Linked DNA regions of Mus musculus: region 2 is linked to region 1. A link is a contact called in public targeted proximity ligation data. All regions are on one chromosome and are shown on one strand. The core of a region is the stretch at or near the end of the contact, and the rest is flanking DNA. Distances in the headings are between cores, read along the strand shown.

Region 1 (4,448 bases), core at 1,198-3,697:
TCAACATTTTAATTCTCCCACACCTGGACATGATCAGACACCCACGACAGAGAGGAAGAAAACAAACAAGAAGGACAGAGATCAACCAGGCAACTACAGAGAAAATAAAGAAACGAAACAATTTAGAGGGAAAATAAACTCTGTTGCAGAGAAAACTTCAAAATAAAGTTATTATTAATGTCCTTAAAGAGATGAACAGTGATATGAAATCACAGAAACAAGATTGGAATGTTACTTCAAAAGCCACATTCAGAGAACATAAAAAACTCTTAGAAATTGAAAACATGGCAGAGTTGAAACTCTCACCAGAGAGCATGGAAGGGCGTGTTGACCTACCTCCTAGAAAACAGAGAAAAAGCAATGGGAAACAGAATAAATTATTCAGATTATACAGAGTACAAATATGTACTTATTTATGTCTGCTTTTACATAGAAATATATTAAACATTATACTATATTATAGACCATTTTGTTAATCAGAAAGCAAAGGCAGGCACATCTTTTGAGTTCAAGGACAGCTTGTTCTACAAAATGAGTTGCAAGCCAGACAGGTTACATAGTGAGACCCTGTCTCAAAACAAAGCAAAGCAAAACAAAACAAAACAAAACAAAACAAAACAAAACAAAACAACACTGTATTAAGTAATCAAGGAAGATCAATATCTGCAAAGAATTGGAGAAAAAGAGAACAAAGAAAAATGAATGAAAAAAATTAATAATTTAAGAAAAATTCTGTGACTTTATCGACTGAATAGCTCATAAAATTCCCAGAACAACACATGAAATAGACGCCTACCGAGGTATAGCTTTATGAACTGCCAGGGAAAAGGAGTCAAGAAGATCTTAAAACCTTCAAGGCAAATTACTCACCCCAAAATCAAACTCAAAAAACCAAACCAGACCTATAACTATAAATGTTGATAATGACTGAGCTAAATAAAGCTACATTATGACAGTTAAAATATGAGTTAAAATAATGTACACATGTTCACAGTTGGAGAGAACTCCACATCAGTTACACCCTGCCTGCTTCTTCCCCCCTCCTCCCTTCCTCTCTCTCTCTCTCTCTCTCTCTCTGTCTCTCTCTCTCTGTTAAAATACCCAAAGGCAGCAACTTAAGGAAGAAAGGGTTTCTTTGAACTCAGGGTTTAAGAAGGGAAATGGTCTATCGTGGCAGAGAAGGTATAGCTTAGTTACATTGCACCTGTTGTTAGGAAACAAAGATGAACACTTACATTCTTTTAATTCACAGTGGGACCTTAGCCTATGGAATCATGTACCATGAACATTCAGGGTGGGTTCTCCAACTTCAGTCAAACCTCTCTGGAAATGTCCTTACAGACTCCTCCAGAGATGTGTTTCCAAATCTTATAATATGGACATACTTACTTTAATGTATTCTAGCCTCTATTAAAATTGACCAGATTTTACTGACAATCTGTTGGTCCTTGGTATGGAATCTATATTTTCTGACCCCTTTAAAGGCTTGCATTGTGACATTGGCTTACTGTAGTTTCTCTCAATTTCCAATAGTCATACTGAAGATCTAATGGGCCTTGATGAAGGTTTAGGGGGAAATGGAACAGTCTGTAAAGTGCTTGCCATGTAAGCCCAAGGCCCTGAATTGAATCCCCAGCCCACCATAACACACACACACACACACACGGGGAGGGGCGTGGGGGTGGGGTAACAGCATTCACCTCTGATTCCCGTACAGGGTTGGACAGAGACAGGATGAGTTTGAGTTCAGTGAGAGACCTGTTCTCAAACTATAAGATGGCCTTATCCATGTGTGCATAGACACACAGGTTAAATTGACAGAAATAGTAGAAGAGCCTTTGGATAGCATTCAAAGTCACACTCAGTGGCTATGAGGATGTGAAATGCTGTAGATCTGAAAGAGAACTGAAACCCATTCGGGCTTGCCATTCTTCCAGGAGCTACTGAGCAGTAGCAGGGTGGATTCAATACCACTTCCCCATCTCCTCATCTCTGCCTCACTTTCCCTCCCTCCCCCAACTTACATAAGAGGAGAATCCCGTGAGCTGGCTGTCACTGGTAGTCTATGTGAGACTCAGCAGTAGTAATAGAAATGCTTGGATTTGAACCCCTAGGAATTTATCCTCCCTGGAATCAAGAATAGTAGAATAGATTTGTGGATAGAGAAACTATCAAAAGCATGCTGTATTTGGAGAAAGGGTTTCAGGATCGTTTTCTTCTTCTTTAGAGAAAAAGACATTGGCAATGGAACCATGAATGAAGGAGAGAGTAACCAAATGGCAAATGAGCACAGGGTATTTTGACGTGCCCCCCGCCCCCCCCCCCCCAATCTCCCATTGACCTGGAACAAATCTCTTCAGCTTGTGATTGTTTGGTTTTCCTAGCTCTACAGTGAAAACATCACAGTAGCCTTACCACCAAGTGTTCGGGACGCATTAAGTCCATTAAATTCACTGACTATTGACTCAGTCTGTTGAATGTGGAAGTCAAGAGCAGACAACTTTCCTTTCAAATTTCTAGAGAGTCTGTAAAACAACATAGTCAGCAAGTATCATCAAATATCCACTTTTGTGCACAAGCATTAGTCCAAATAATGAAATGAAACTTTGTGTATAACAGGTGGCATAGTCCTTGTTATGGCTTTCAAAAACTGAAACACACTGGTTCCCAATGGTTGTGCTACTCCACCCAGTGCCTCCTGCCTCCTGTTGTCTTGGTGACCTGTTGGTATTGAATACAGAGGAGGGGAAGTAACTCTGCAAATGGGCAAGAGGGCCAGTCTTTCTTTCTTGCCAGAACTGTTGTTTTTGTTTCCTAATCTTGTTCATTCTCATGCAATTAAGCTGCCAGACTGAATTCAGGCATCCTTTTCCAAGAATCTCTCAAATGCATGACATTCAAAGGCCACTCTGAAGTTGAAGAAGGTAGCCTAATCCTTTACATATAAGTGGCATTTGTTTTACTTTAAGAGGAAAAAAATGATAAATCCGTCAAGACTTTCAGGCCTAAATTGCTTTCAAAGACCCCAGAGTTAATTAAAGGAGGACAATATACAAAAGAAGGTGACCTTTTCCATTTAAGCTATAAATATGCCATTGTTAAGGAATTTCATTACAGCAGAGAATACAATGAGCAATTGTAGCTGAGTTCAGCATTTGACTTCAGATGACGGATTGGTAGAGTGGTCGTTATCATTTTAAGTAGTTAAAATATTGTCACTAAGCCATTCTTCTAAAATGGACATGAGCATTAAAAATAAATTAATATATTCTAAAGCAATAAGTTTTTGTTTAGACTTTAGGGGTTATATTAATGATTTATTGTTCTTCCTTCAGCTAAAATGTTAATCAGAGGGGAAGAATTATGGTGTTGACTGGGTCTCACTAAATCCTTCCTTGGAGTTACATGGACCCTTATTACGTTACCCTGTTGAAGGGAATTTGTTTTACATTGATAAATAGGCAAAACAAAATTTGCCATTGTAGTGTGAGGGAAAAAATGCTGTATTTTAAGAGCAAACATCCATTATAATGCGGTGACAAAGTCAAAGTAGCCATTCTGAGCACAAGGAAACTCCAAACCCCGGGGGATAACGGTAGAAAAGAAATCTCCCATTTTCCTAAAATCTGATCTCAAGTTCCAAGTACTTTCCTTCAACAGTTCTAAAAATCTTTTAACAGTCAATTCAAAAACGAATTGAAGGAAAACAAAAAGCTGTCTGGATGCCCAGTCTGTTCCTATTAAAAACTCATGGTCAATTCCATGATTAACAAGTTTTTCTTTGTTAAGCCTTACTGATCCCAGACCAGCCTGGCTTGGTGGCAGAATACTTACTCTGCATCAGGGGCTCACTCTGCACCAGTACCGTAGTGGTAGAATTACTAACTACAGTTTGAAGAGCATTATATTTGAAGTCAAATTACATGGATTCAAATCTCAGCTACATCAAGTCTCAGCTTTGGGACTTCAAACAAATTCACTGACCTCTAAGAACCTCACTGTCCTCTGTAAACACGAACTGACACTGACTACTCTGTCCTAGAGTTAAACAAGATAAGGCATGGGAAATGATTAGTATCAGCCTAATGCACACTAGATAATAAGCACTAAATAGTAGCCATAAGCTTTGATGATTGACTACTTAGAAATAAGGCAGGGTATCCCCTTAGAAGCCAAGCGAGAACAAAGTAGAATTCAGTGATTTCTCCCAAGTACCCATGCTGTCCCCTGGCATAAAATACAAACACAGAGAACAATATGAACCTCAAGTAAGCGGAAACCATGGTGTAGTTGTTATGATCTTGATCATTGGCTTCAGAAGGACCACACCAGGCAAAACCATTCCACATGAGGTTTATTGAGAGAGAGAGAGAGATGGAAGGGCAGCTTTCTTTATATATGGATGCTGACATAGTCACAGGTAAAGGTGGGAGGTGAGCCAAGTGTAT
Region 2 (4,448 bases), core at 1,084-3,583, 490 kb after region 1:
TATCTTCTCTTCACCCTCTGGCCTTCAGTAATTAAATCTAGGATATCCCAGAAGTTGTTTTTCTTATTGATACCTCTACATCAAAACATCACAGGGTAACTGTCAACCCGAAACACTGGAAGAAGGACGACTCTCTCTCTATCCTTCGCCTGCTTGCCTTGTGGGACTGAGCAACTGCTAGATCCTTGAACTTCCATTCACAGCTGCTGCTGACCACTGTTGGGAGTCAAACTGCAGACTGTAAGTCATCAACAAATTCCTTTACTATATAGAGATGACCTATAAGTTCTGTGACTCTAGACAACCCTGACTAATACAGAAGTTGAGCTCTAATCTCAAAGGGAAGAGAGAATTTATTCAAGAGCAGTGGTTCTCAACCTGTGGATAATGACCGTCTCTGGGATTTGAAGGACTTTCACAGGGGTCCCATAGCAGATATCCTGCCTGTCAGATATTTACATTATTATTTTTACATATTTACATATTTATATTCACAACAGTTGCAAAATTACAGTTATGAGGTAGCAATAAAGATAATTTTATGTTTATTAAAGGGTCACAGCCTTAGGAAAGTTGAGAATCACTGCTTTAGAACCAGATGTGAGCTATCATAACCTAGGAATGCAGCTATCAAATGCCAGGATCAATGTGGTAACAGTTTCATGGAGTCTTCATAATTATAGAACAAATGAGAACTATAGATCCACGCACTTTTCAAATGCATGGGCGGAATCTGACGCGTTCCTTAGCATTGGTAGAAAGCGGTGATGTGTTAAATCCTAAAAGGGTTCATGGGACAGTCCCAAGGATCTAGGCCAGACACAGAGATGGGTGCCATAGATTGCTAGTAAGGAAAGCTAAAAAGAACCCCAACATAGTTTGATCTGGGCTCTGTTAACATCTCAGCTCTCCACAAACACAAAGTTGTAATCAGTCAGTCAGCCTGGTAGAGTCTTTTTTTCTGAGAATTTCAGTTAATAATAATAATAATAATAATAATAATAATAATAATAATATATTAATGTCATTTTTTAAATTATGAGAACAAAGATGGACAATCACTTCAAAAGAAAATCACTTGACTCACAATTCTAGAAGATCCGAGCAGCCTCATACCACTGTCCTGTCCAGAGGCCCCTGTGGAAAAGCAGAAAGCGAGCCAGTGGCCTGCAGAAGCGGCCAAGCCCATGGGTGTCCTCGCTTTTTAACCACCTGCTCTAGAAGGAAGTAACTCAACAGCCAATCGCATTCCTCCAAGACTGTCCCCTCCTGGAGGTAGGTGTGCCCTGGCCAGATCACCTTCACTCCGCTGTGGCTCTTTAGTCTCCTCCTCCACCCAGCCATACCGGAGGCCCGCAATACCAGCCCAAAGCTTCCTTACTTCCACTTTGGGGGTCGACTAAATCTAAACCCTGGCAGAGCCTCTTCTCCCATCACATAGAGCAGAGTGCCCCATCGCAGCCTGCTAGGTCGAGTGGAGAGATAGATTTAACACGTACAAACGATGAGTCTCAGCTGGTTCTAGGCCAAGGCATCTGGGCCAGATCCCTATCAAAGTGCTATAGATAGTTTAATCTCTACAACACCTGCAGGAGGCAAAGGCCGCTTCTCCTTTATAGCCCAAGACCCTAAGGTTTAAGAAATCAGTTACTGCCCCAGTGGCCCTGCCTATGCTGGATCCTCCCCCTGCCCGTCACCAGTGTTAAAAACACTCTACCCAGTCACCTCTGAAGAAACAACACAGGCGCTCCTCCGTCTGAGAACTGAGATAAGGATGAGAGCTACAACAGGAATCTGCTTCCTGCTAGTCTTCTTTCCCCCCTCATCCCCCTCTCTCCCTCGTGTGAGATGACACAAGTTCGTTCTCTTGTAAAGGTCACAGACCACTCTTCCTGGCTCACCTGGCCTACCTATGCTATTGACCGGAGTTGCATGAGATACACACACACACACACACACACACACACACACACACACACAGAGGCCCTGGCAGGCTAATCCTACAAAGAGAATCTCCATGGCCCGGGCTGCACCCTCCTCACCAAGAGGCCCAGCCTCGCATTGGCCCTCTCTCTTCCTCGCTGCCAGCTGAGCTATCCTCCACAACACTCACCCTCATCGCTAGGGAAAGGGGCCACCTAAGCTGGGTAGCACCACGTTCTTTAGTGGGGTCTTAAAGACAAAGGAGATACTTCGGTTTCCTTACCCGACAGGGAGAGAAGCAGGAGCTACCTTCCTGATCTCTGTATTTGCTCAAAAGACAAGGCTCCACAACTGGAGGCTCACCAGAGGGAACCTGAATGAGCCTGTTCTGAGCCGCTAGCTTTAGTTGGGCAAGCCCCGCCCCGCATCAAGTCCCGCCCCTGGGAAGCTCCACCCCTTCACCCAGCACTGCCCCCAAGCCACCGCGAGGCTTGCAGAATCGCTAGGTTTACTCTTTTTTTTTTTTTTTTTCCATTTTTTATTAGGTATTTAACTCATTTACATTTCCAATGCTATACCAAAAGTCCCCCATATCCACCCACCCCCACTCCCCTGCCCACCCACTCCCCCTTTTTGGCCCTGGTATTCCCCTGTACTGGGGCATATAAAGTTTGCAAGTCCAATGGGCCTCTCTTTCCAGTGATGGCCGACTAGGCCATCTTTTGATATATATGCAGCTAGAGTCAAGAGCTCCGGGGTACTGGTTAGCTCATAATGTTGTTCCACCTATAGGGTTGCAGATCCCTTTAGCTCCTTGGCTACTTTCTCTAGCTCCTCCATTGGGAGCCCTATGATCCATCCATTAGCTGACTGTGAGCATCCACTTCTGTGTTTGCTGGGCCCCGGCATAGTCTCACAAGAGACAGCTACATCTGCGTCCTTTCAATAAAATCTTGCTAGTGTATGCAATGGTGTCAGCGTTTGGATGCTGATTATGGGGTGGATCCCTGGCTATGGCAGTCTCTACATGGTCCATCCTTTCATCTCAGCTCCAAACTCCGTCTCTGTAACTCCTTCCATGGGTGTTTTGTTCCCAAATCTAAGGAGGGGCATAGTGTCCAGGTTTACTCTTCTAAAAGTCCTACTTTATCTGCTCTTCGGTCACTTGACCTCATTGAGCGCGTTCATCTTGTGAGGCCTGTGTGTCTAGTACTAACAATGTTTGCAGCTGAAAGGGACGTCAAAAAACTGTTAGCGCAGGAGGACCTATTATTAGCATTCTGTCTAAACTCCACCCCACAGTTAACTGGCAATAGCCAGGTATGCGCCTCCCCACAGTTACCTGGCAACAGTCAAGTGGGCCTGACCCACTATCAAAGGGGCTGCTTGCCCCACTCCTCCCTCTCTTGGTCTCTTGCCCTCTTTGTCTCTTGCCTTCTTGCTCCCTCCTCTGTCCCCTCCCCCTCCCCCCTCTCTCCACGTGCTCATGGGGGCCCTCTACTCCTCTACTCTTGCTCTCTGCCTCTGCTGCCCTCTTAACTCTCCTTCCCACGCCCTGAATAAACTCTATTCTATACTATACTCTACTGTCCTGTGACTGGTCCCCCAGGGGGAAGGGATGCCTTGGCATGAGCCCGTTGAGACACCCTGCTTGCCCCATACCTCACCACCACCCCCCCATAGAACAAATCCCCCTTCTCTTTATCTTTTTTTTATAAACACATCACCTATAGGAAGCAAAGTGGTTGGTTAATTTTGTTAATGAACAAGACGTTAAGGCACGCAGAAAACATAACCTTCCTCCAATGTTGAATGCAAATGCACTCCTAGGGTTTCGGTCCCCTGATACGAAGTGATCCCTTCTTTAAAGACTCTGCAGACTGTGTGAGCCCTGAGGGTTAATTGTGTATTTTACATTGGTTACTAAACCTCTCACTTAAAAACAACTAAGGTGGCTGAGGGAGAAGACTTAGCCAATAAGGTGCTTGCCACATAAGCATAATGGACCTGGGTTCTGTCCCTGGCACTAGGTAAAAAGTCTATTTCCAGCATTGGGGATGTGAAGAGAGAGGATCCCTCGGGCTTGTTGGCTAGCAGTCTAGCTGAATCTATGAGCTCTAGGGTCATTGAGGAGCCCTGTCTCAAAAAATAAGCTGCAGAGTAATTGAGGGGAACACTTGCTGATACGACCCCTGGCCTCCACACGTCTCCATGTGTGCATGCCCACCCATACATTTAACACTGGAACACATACAAGCACACGCACACACAGCAGCTCGGGCCAGGTAGTCAGCTCAGCGGCAGACTGATCTTGCCCATGGGAGGTCCTGAATGAAGTTCAACATGCAGCAATGCAAATTATGTTTAATGTATTTCACTCAACTTTAAATTTCCAGTGGTTAAAGTGGTAAACATTTTATGTTTCCATATCTTCTACCACAACTTAAAACCTCTTCATTTAGCATGGAGTAAATTTGGTGGTTGTTATTTTATGGAGATTCGTTAGAAAGGGCCTTTCTGAGACT

What was found.
Region 2: a targeted proximity ligation map of embryonic stem cells shows a contact between it and region 1, with 4 times the contacts expected there. A contact is called at or near these places in 1 of 484 Hi-C or Micro-C datasets (olfactory sensory neurons), 3 of 130 datasets of targeted methods (astrocytes and embryonic stem cells) and 1 of 9 other capture datasets (embryonic stem cells).

What each region holds. Positions count from the first base shown.
Region 1 is chr19:23,465,249-23,469,696 of GRCm38.p6, forward strand. No RefSeq gene overlaps it. Among named protein-coding and RNA genes, the nearest start is that of Mamdc2, 19 kb to the left of the region's middle.
Region 2 is chr19:23,954,473-23,958,920 of GRCm38.p6, forward strand. No RefSeq gene overlaps it. Among named protein-coding and RNA genes, the nearest start is that of Gm34076, 39 kb to the left of the region's middle.